Regions from separate parts of the Mus musculus genome. Here regions 2 and 3 are each linked to region 1. Evidence: chromatin contacts called from public promoter capture Hi-C data. All regions are on one chromosome and are shown on one strand. The core of a region is the stretch at or near the end of the contact, and the rest is flanking DNA. Distances in the headings are between cores, read along the strand shown. Region 1 holds the start of Zfp747 (zinc finger protein 747). Region 2 holds the start of Prss53 (protease, serine 53). Region 3 holds the start of 4930451I11Rik (RIKEN cDNA 4930451I11 gene).

Region 1 (2,700 bases), core at 50-2,549:
TTTCCACAGCCCCACAAGGGGACAGACTGGACACAGGAGTGGAGATGTCACAGCATCTGAGCATGTGCAGTGTGCAGATGTCCAAATGCAGCATAAAGAAAGGGGTCTGGGCCTCGGCTTGGTGGCGCACACCTTTAATCCCAGCACTTGGGAGGCAGAGGCAGGCAGATTTCTGAGTTCGAGGCCAGCCTGGTCTACAGAGTGAGTTCCAGGACAGCCAGGGCTACACAGAGAAACCCTCTAAAAAAATAAAAAATAAAAAATAAAGGAAAAGAATTGAAAAGAAAAGAAAGGTGTCTGTGTGGTCCCAATTCCCAAGTGCAGTAAGCTAAGCACTTCTCAGAGGTGGAAAGCAAGAGCTAAAGGAGACTCCAGAAGGCAGCCACAGTGATGGCAGCAGAGGAGTGGGAACGAGGGGCTACAACCCGTACAGCCTAGTGGCCCTGTATATACGAGGTGAGAGCACTGGACAGAACAATCACAGCCCCTTTCTAGATGAATCCAGGGGCCAGCCATCATGGCTTTGGCCAAGAAACAAAAACAGGGAAGAAACTGCCAGGCAGTAAGTGCAGTCACTAGAAGACACCACACAGGCTGGCAACACAGAAGTTTCCCCAGGCAAGTACCCAGTCCTTCACCTGAGTGGACTTCTGTCCTGCACATGGCCACCTCTGGATCCTGGGCACCGGGTCCCCACACTTCGGACTCTTCCTCCACCCAGCTGATGAGCGCTGGTTTGGCGCATCCGACGTCTGTAGGGAAAGATAGCAAACCCACTAGTCAGGAGGACGACCCAGTTGGTTCCGACCGCCCGTGCCCAGGTCTCTCTGCTGCCACGCAGGACCCACGGTGTCACAGGCATCGCGACCACGGCGGCCAGGAAGGTTCTCACCGAGATAGGTCAGGAGACCGTAGGTCTCGCGCATCACCTCTCGGTACAGGGCTCTCTGCGCCGGCCGCAGATACCTCCACTCCTCCGGGGAGAAGTACACGGCCACGTCCGCGAAGCTCACAGTCCCAGGTTTACAGAACACAGGCGGTACCGAGGCCCTTCCCGGGGCCATCACCTGCGCCATGTAGACTCCCCGCACAGTCCCTGGGTCAGCCCCGCACTCCTGGGATTGCCTGCCCAGTCCAACGTGTCCGTTTTCGGGTACCAGGGCTGAAAAAGGACAGGAACCAGGTCCGTGTGCACCTTAACGTAGGGAAAAAGTGAAAACTGATAGGAGCACAGCGGAGATTTCCGGAAGACCGAGTAAAAATGTGGACTTGGGCGCGGCGTCTCAAAACTACGCTCCCTAGCGGTCCTGCCCAGGGTTGTATCACGTGACTTCCTGCACCAATGACATCAAGCCCTCAACCAAAATGGCCACAGAGTCTACAAGTGCCAGTCTGAGAACAAGTCCCAGGCTGGCAGGCCAACATGACACACCCTGCCTGTGAGCACCACAAACAGGGAGGGTTTTATGGTCTCAGGAGAACCACACCCCTCTCACAGTCAGCTAGGTGGAAGCGGCCTGTGAATAGATGTTTAGTATTTTATTTGTGGTCAGTGTTCATCTTGGAGCTAGAAGCAAGCCTGTGGAGGGAGGGCTGTTAATAAGCTTTTTTTTTTTTTTTTTAAATTAATTTCAACGAGTACTGTAGCTGTCTTCAGACACACCAGGAGATGGTTGTGAGGCATCAAGTGGTTGCTGGGATTTGAACTCAGAACCTTTAGGATGAGCAGTCTGTGCTCTTAGCTGCTGAGCCATCTCTCCAGCCCTGTTAATGAGCTATCAAATGAAGCAGGCCTCCAATTGGGGTGGTTCCACCAGCTTGGTCTACAAATCTCAAACTAGTTGAGGAATACTGACTGCTCCTGATACAGATCAGAGATCACAGAGCTGATCTTTGATCAGCCAGGACACCTGGGACATTCCAGACCATCTAATCTTCTAAAAGGTTAGATGTACACCTGCCCAACTGGATTTCTCTGCCTCACTCATAGGAGGGAGTTAAGATATCTGGGCCATTTGTGAGAGTCCCGGGAGGAATGAGGTCCAACTCACAGTAAGGATTTAAGTCTGACTCATTGTTATTTTAATATAAAAATACCTACTTACAAAAGGGATATTATCCTATTTGTCATCATTCAGAGCTGTTTGTACTTTATAAAAAAAGACAAAGAAACCAGGGATATGTTGGTGGAGGCACAGTGTGGGGTAGGTGAATGGGGTACCTCTGTGAGCTCATGCTCAGGCATCCATTCCTCCAGAGGGACCAGCTCACAATGGTACAGTATAGAATAGAGTTCATTTAAGGCATGGGGAGGAGAGTTGACTGCTTAATAGAGACAGAGGCAGGGAGACAGAGAGAGAGGGAGAGAAGGGGGAAGGATAGAGGGATTGAGAGAGAAAGAGAGAGAGACAGAGAAAGAGAGGGAGTAGAACACATATAGAGGGGGGAGGGGAATGGGGAGAGAAGGGACAGAGCAGAAGAGGGTTAGAGAGCAAGAGAGCAAAAGGAGGGAGCAAGCAGACCCTTTTATAATGAGTCATGGCTGTTGGCAGGAAACGAGGGCAGAGCCTAGAAGAAATGTTAACATTCCCCCATTTTGGTTTAATTAAAAAAAGGGAAATTTTCAAAGTGGTGATGGTGAAGCAGGAGTAGGGTTGTCATGATGTCTGACTATCATGATGTCTGACTACTTCCTGCTGA
Region 2 (2,700 bases), core at 57-2,556, 510 kb after region 1:
CTAACTGCAGCCAATACCATTTCCCCTCACTCATACTTGAGTGCAGCCCGGGGCCCAGGTCCTCATCACTTACCACGCTGAGCTGCTTGAAGACCTAGGAAGAAAGAAACACAGGCTGTGGGGGTGCCGTAACTGCCTGGCCCAGGTTGGGTGGAGGGATGGATTGAAGGACAGGCCCTGGGTCCATATCTGTGACTGGCTACCTCACCAGCCCCTCCCAGAATGAAGACATTTATATGAGGCGGAAAAGCAGCTTTTATTGGAGCTCATTCAGAGTACACAGCCATTAATTCTCTCAGCTGTGCTCAGCACTCCTGGGCCCAAGGAACAAGGCCTCGGGTTTACCTTGGGAGTAGGCCAACCCTCCTCCAGGCTTCCGAACCCCTAACTCCTGCCTTTACCGCTGAGTCAGAGAGGTGGCCTGTGTATGTGAAGAACATTAGCCTAATTGTCCCTTCAGCTGTGGAAGCCTAAGAAGGTAGATTAGAGGTCTGTGTCATGTCCTAAGTGGGGGAGGCCCCAAGTGAGTCTCACTCCACCCCATCCTAATGAATCAAACTGTCTACTTTTCCAGTGGGTCCCTGTCATGCCTGTAACCCATCACAGCCTCACTCAAATAGGTCTACTGTACATCGGAGGCAGAGCTGGTGTGGACAGCCTCCAGTGAGTGAGGCCAGAACATGCCTGAGGTCCTTCTGGAAGTAGAGGATAAGAGAGAGGGCAAGACCAAGACGCACACACAGACACCCCCCCCCCCCAACATCCACCATCCACGTTCAGACAGTGATCTCAGACCCTTTCTAACCCTGGCATTAGACTGTAGTCTCAAGGACATTATTTAGCTTTTCTGTACTTCTGTTTCTTCACCAAGATCGAACAGTAGCACAAGTTAAAGAACTACTGTAAAGATTAAATATATTAACAGCTTCTTCCAAAGTGCTGTAACGTGGCCCAGGAAAATCACAGCCATTTTGACAATAGGCTCTGTGTTACCTCCCCTCAGCACCTCACCCCCAAGAACACCTCCCTCCCCAAAAGACACACACCAAGGACATTCACAGGGAGACTGTAGCCCCCTCAGGATCTCTTACATACCAAATTGCAGTCTACTGGGGCAGATGAAGGCTTAGGAGCCTCCCCACCACCACACACACACACAATGCCACTCCCTGTCCCTCATACTTGAAGGACTTACCCTCTATCACGACCACAGCTCCCACAATAAGCAGCTCTGGTCTCCAGCTCTGCCTCATGCTGCTCCAGGCCACTCAGTGCTCCGGCTGTCAGAAAGGCCACCTGGGTCTCCCTGGCTCCACCCCTGCTCCGCCTCCAGTCAGGTGTTACTTTTCCTGGGCTGGAAGGGAGCCAACAGCGCTTAGCTTGGGGCCAGTGGTTGTGTGGCCCTTACCCCTCTCTGGCTCTTTACCAGCCATACTCCTCCAGTTCAAATCCTAGTTCCTCCAATGATTTTGAACAATGAAATTGTTTGTGCCTTACCTGGAGAACTTAATTACTTAAGGGTGCCTGGGAGATTCTGGAGAGATGGAGCAACAATTAACTGCACGACCTGGTTTAATTCCCAGCTCCCATAGGGCAGTTCACACCATGATCTGTAACTCCAGTTCCAGGGGATCTGACACTGTCTTCGGCCCTCCCAAGGCACCAGTCATATATAGTACATAAACACACATGCAGACAAAACACTCATACACATAGGCTAATAGTAAAGCCCCTTCAAATGGACGGAAGGAAGACTGTTTCAATTATTTATTCCAGAGAGGGGGCAACCTGTGAGCAGTTTCTCCCTCTACGTGGTTCCCAGGGTTTGAAAGCACATGGCCAGGTGTCTTTACCTGTTGAGCCATGTCACCAGGACCATGCAAAGACATTTGTCACCAAGCCCAACTACCTGGGTTTGATTCCTCAGATTAACATGTCAAAGAATCCTTGCAAGCTGAACTCTACACACACCATGATATTCAGCGCACGGCCACACGCACATAGACACACTTTTTAAAAACATGCTTAGGGCCCCAGAGAGATTGCTTACTGACTCTTCACTACCTGTTCTTTCCAGAGGACCCAGGTTTGAGTTCCAAATCCACACAAAAGCTTGACAAACACCTGTAATTCCAGTTCCAGATCCAACACTCTTCCACCCTCGGCAGGCACCAGACATATGTGGTGCGGATACATAAGCAGGCAGATGTTCACACATAGTAAATAATTTTCTAAATACAGTGGTATATACATGTAATTCCAGTACCTCGAGGCTGAGGCAGATTTTTGAGTTTAGGTTGAGCTGCCTAACAAGTTCAAGGCCAGCCTAGACTAAAGCAAGACACTATTTCAAAAAGAAGGCAAGCAATCTGTTAGTGTTTAGCCAAGGGTGACTTGTAGACCAGCTACTTCTTGCATGAGAACATCATCTGTGGAGCAGTGGCAGACTCCTCAGACTCCCCTCAGCTTCCCTGCCTCCTGCAGGCCAAGGCCAGGCAGGTTTCATACACTCCCCTCAGTTTGCTTCAGAGGTAACATGCAGGACTGTGTGTTAAAGGGGTGGCTCTCATCCTATCCTCTCTCTGGGTCTGCCTCCTTGCTGGCAGGGCATTGCTCTTCTTTCTGGCAAATGTGTGGATGGAGGGTAGAACACTGAGGTCACATCCTTTTTCACCTTCCGACTCCCAGTTTAGGCTAGTT
Region 3 (2,700 bases), core at 4-2,503, 540 kb before region 1:
GCTGGGAAGTGGGGAGGAAGAAGGAGGGGTCACTACATAACTACTGAGGAGGAAGGGGGAAAGTGTGTGTGTGTGTGTGTGTGTGTGTGTGTGTGTGTGTATGTGTGTGTGTGTGTGTGCGCGCGCCTGCAGCCTGGGAGGAATGGGGTGTGTGAATGGCCACTTCGAAGTCAGGGAGAAGGAGGAGGTGGGGGATGGGTGGCTACATAGAGGGCTACTGCAGTCTAGGAGGAAGGAGGCACCACCTTTATTTCTCAACAGAAGGCAGGGTAGATGTGTGTGGCTCACAGCTGGGTCCAGGGCTCCGTCTCTGGCTCACCTGCTCACCTCAGCTGGCTCTGGCTGGATATCTCATTAGGCCCCTTTCTGGAAGTTCCTGAGGAGTATGGAGATCAGATGAGGAGGGACACATAGGAGACTTGGGTCCTCTGGAAGGGGTAGGGCGAGGACACAGAGACACAACTCACACATGCAAGCAGAACTGGAAAAGCAGGAAGAAGAAGGCCACCACTAATGTCCCCACCAGGATGTTCTGGAAGAGCCCAGGACTGGAATCTGCCAGACAATGAACAACAGCGTCCTTCCAGACCCCGCCAGGAGGAAGACCCCTCTATCAAGCTGATTCATACCTGTCTTAACGAACGTTATAGGCTTCTCTCCAATAAACCGGGCCACAGCAAGAAGGCTAGCTCGGTCTGAGTCTGGATAATCAAAGAAAAGCCTGTTTACAACTTGCTGGGGTCTGGCTCCTGAAACCGAGGGCCGGGTTCCATCTCTTCTGGGGGCTAAAAACCAAAGCAGAGTCTGTGACAAGAGCCCAAGGGCCATCATGCCCACCAATGAGGCCAGGCAAACCCAGAGCTCTGATTGTTTTGTCCCAGGGCTGGCTGAGCTCCCATCAGAAGCCCACCATGTCTGAGATGGGGGGGAAAGGTTTGGACTGAAGGTTTGGGCTATAGAGCAACACTTTGTCTCAAGACAAAGTAAAATGAGACAAAAGGGAGGAAGAAGGAAAAAAGAGAAAAGGAAGAAAGAAGGGGAAAGGAAGGGGGGGGTGGGGAAACTAAGGCCTGGGGCTGGGCCATCCTCCTCCCTCCTGCCCACAATGAAGTTTACTCCCTTTCTCTAGCCTCCCTTATTCCTACTATTCCTGAACTCAGTTCCCCACCTGTTTCTATGGTCCCCAGCTCAGCCATCAACATCCACACCCCTACGGCTACCCACAGCCACAGCTTCATAACCCCCCACGACTATGAATGAGTAGGATTCTATGATGTCACAGCCCAGAGCCATTCCGCTAGCCCGACTATGAGGTGCTTCTAGCTCCTGATGCAGAAGAGCCCCCATTGAGCCCCAAGGATGACACTGACCATAACAGCAACAGTGGTGAGGGGTCTTGGGGTGTAGGCCAGGGGTACAGCTTTTGCTCAGAGTGCACAAGGCCTTCAGTTCTATTACAGAACCAGTCAGTTCTGTGGTGTTCCAGAACTTAGCTAGGTCTAGGAGACATGTGTTTGCATAACCGCTCTACTGGGGAGGTGAGGAGGGCTACACATCTCCAGTTGTTCTTCGGATCAAATAAAACTCCTTTACTGATTGCTTAGTAAAATGCCAAGCAAGTTACACAGATTGGCTCGTGGCATTGGCAGAAGCCCTAAGAGGGAGGCCCAAACCAGTGTGCAGGGGGACGAGGAACGCTGACACAACGCTTCCCAAGGCTGTGCATTCTTCTATGGGGGGAGGGTCCTCTTCCCTTTCTGAACCCCAGGTTCGTGGGTTTGCACCCATCCATCTCCAGGCTTGGTTTTAGCGCTCAGTAGAGATGGAAGCGCACGGTGAGGCACAAGAGAAATAGCCAACTTTTCCACCAGGTGGCAGCAGTGTTGGTCCGACGGTGCCACCATCTCTTCTACAGGTTACAGGCAGGCAGGCAGGCTCCTCTCTTGGGACTGGCTGTCACCGGGAGGCGGGGAGGCGAAGAGGGCTGAGGGTGTTGTCAACAGACGAACTCCCCAGGCTCATTCCAAGGCTAATCTCTCGGCCATTCAAAGATCCTAGTCTACTCGCCTCACCGTGACTCAGTTTCCCTTTTGGTGGTATTGGTGGCATGTGAACCTCACCGTCCACCACCCGACCCCTGTTTCTTTTCTCTAGTTCCCTCAGTCCTCCCCGTGTCACTTCCTAATTGCGACCTGCACTCCGGAGGCCCCACCTCGAGTTGGAAGAGACAGCTTGCCTCTGATTGGCAGTTAGGCCTGTCTATCACAAACGAACTCCAGCCCACCCGGGCCAAGGACATTTCAGGGTCTCCTTGATTCTATCCGTGCTTGTTTTACAGCCTCTTGGCTACTCTGTTACTCCACTTGCCCTGAAGGTGGCTCCTCATTAAAGGATCCTCTCTCGGGCCAGGAGATCACAGAGACCTGCCTCTGTCTCCCAAATGATGCTGGGATTAAAGGAGTGTGCTTCTACATCAGAATTAGCTTTCTCCTCCTCCTCCTCCTCCTCCTCCTCCTCCTCCTCCTCCTCCTCCTCTTCAGTTAATCACAGCTATTGAGAATCTAAGAGTGCCACAGCTATGCCTGGAAGACATTTCCACAACATTCCAACCCTTCCGCCTGATCTTTTCTGTCCTCTCTCTCTAGCTTCACTCTCACACATTACATCCTGACCATTTCTCCTCCCTTCACTCCTCCCAGT

Evidence for each region. Promoter capture Hi-C pulls out the DNA fragments that hold promoters and counts their contacts.
Region 2: a promoter capture Hi-C map of stem cell-derived epiblast-like cells shows a contact between it and region 1, with 2.9 times the contacts expected there. The contact joins the promoter of Prss53 here to the promoter of Zfp747 in region 1. A contact is called at or near these places in 6 of 39 promoter capture datasets (the C10 cell line, embryonic stem cells, hematopoietic stem and progenitor cells and 3 more) and 1 of 484 Hi-C or Micro-C datasets (B cells).
Region 3: a promoter capture Hi-C map of hippocampal neurons shows a contact between it and region 1, with 2.8 times the contacts expected there. The contact joins the promoter of 4930451I11Rik here to the promoter of Zfp747 in region 1. A contact is called at or near these places in 4 of 39 promoter capture datasets (hippocampal neurons, liver, maxillary cranial neural crest and 1 more) and 1 of 9 other capture datasets (liver).

The regions. Positions count from the first base shown.
Region 1 is chr7:127,374,751-127,377,450 of GRCm38.p6, forward strand. Zfp747 (zinc finger protein 747) reads right to left here and starts at 1,300. Exons shown (of 3, transcript NM_175560.3): 1 at 893-1,300; 2 at 639-752. The coding sequence starts at 1,076.
Region 2 is chr7:127,889,664-127,892,363 of GRCm38.p6, forward strand. Prss53 (protease, serine 53) reads right to left here and starts at 1,307. Exons shown (of 11, transcript NM_001081268.1): 1 at 1,196-1,307; 2 at 74-94. The coding sequence starts at 1,253.
Region 3 is chr7:126,830,243-126,832,942 of GRCm38.p6, forward strand. 4930451I11Rik (RIKEN cDNA 4930451I11 gene) reads right to left here and starts at 1,254. Exons shown (of 4, transcript NM_183131.3): 1 at 1,169-1,254; 2 at 630-785; 3 at 468-555; 4 at 232-376. The coding sequence starts at 1,238. The coding sequence ends at 355.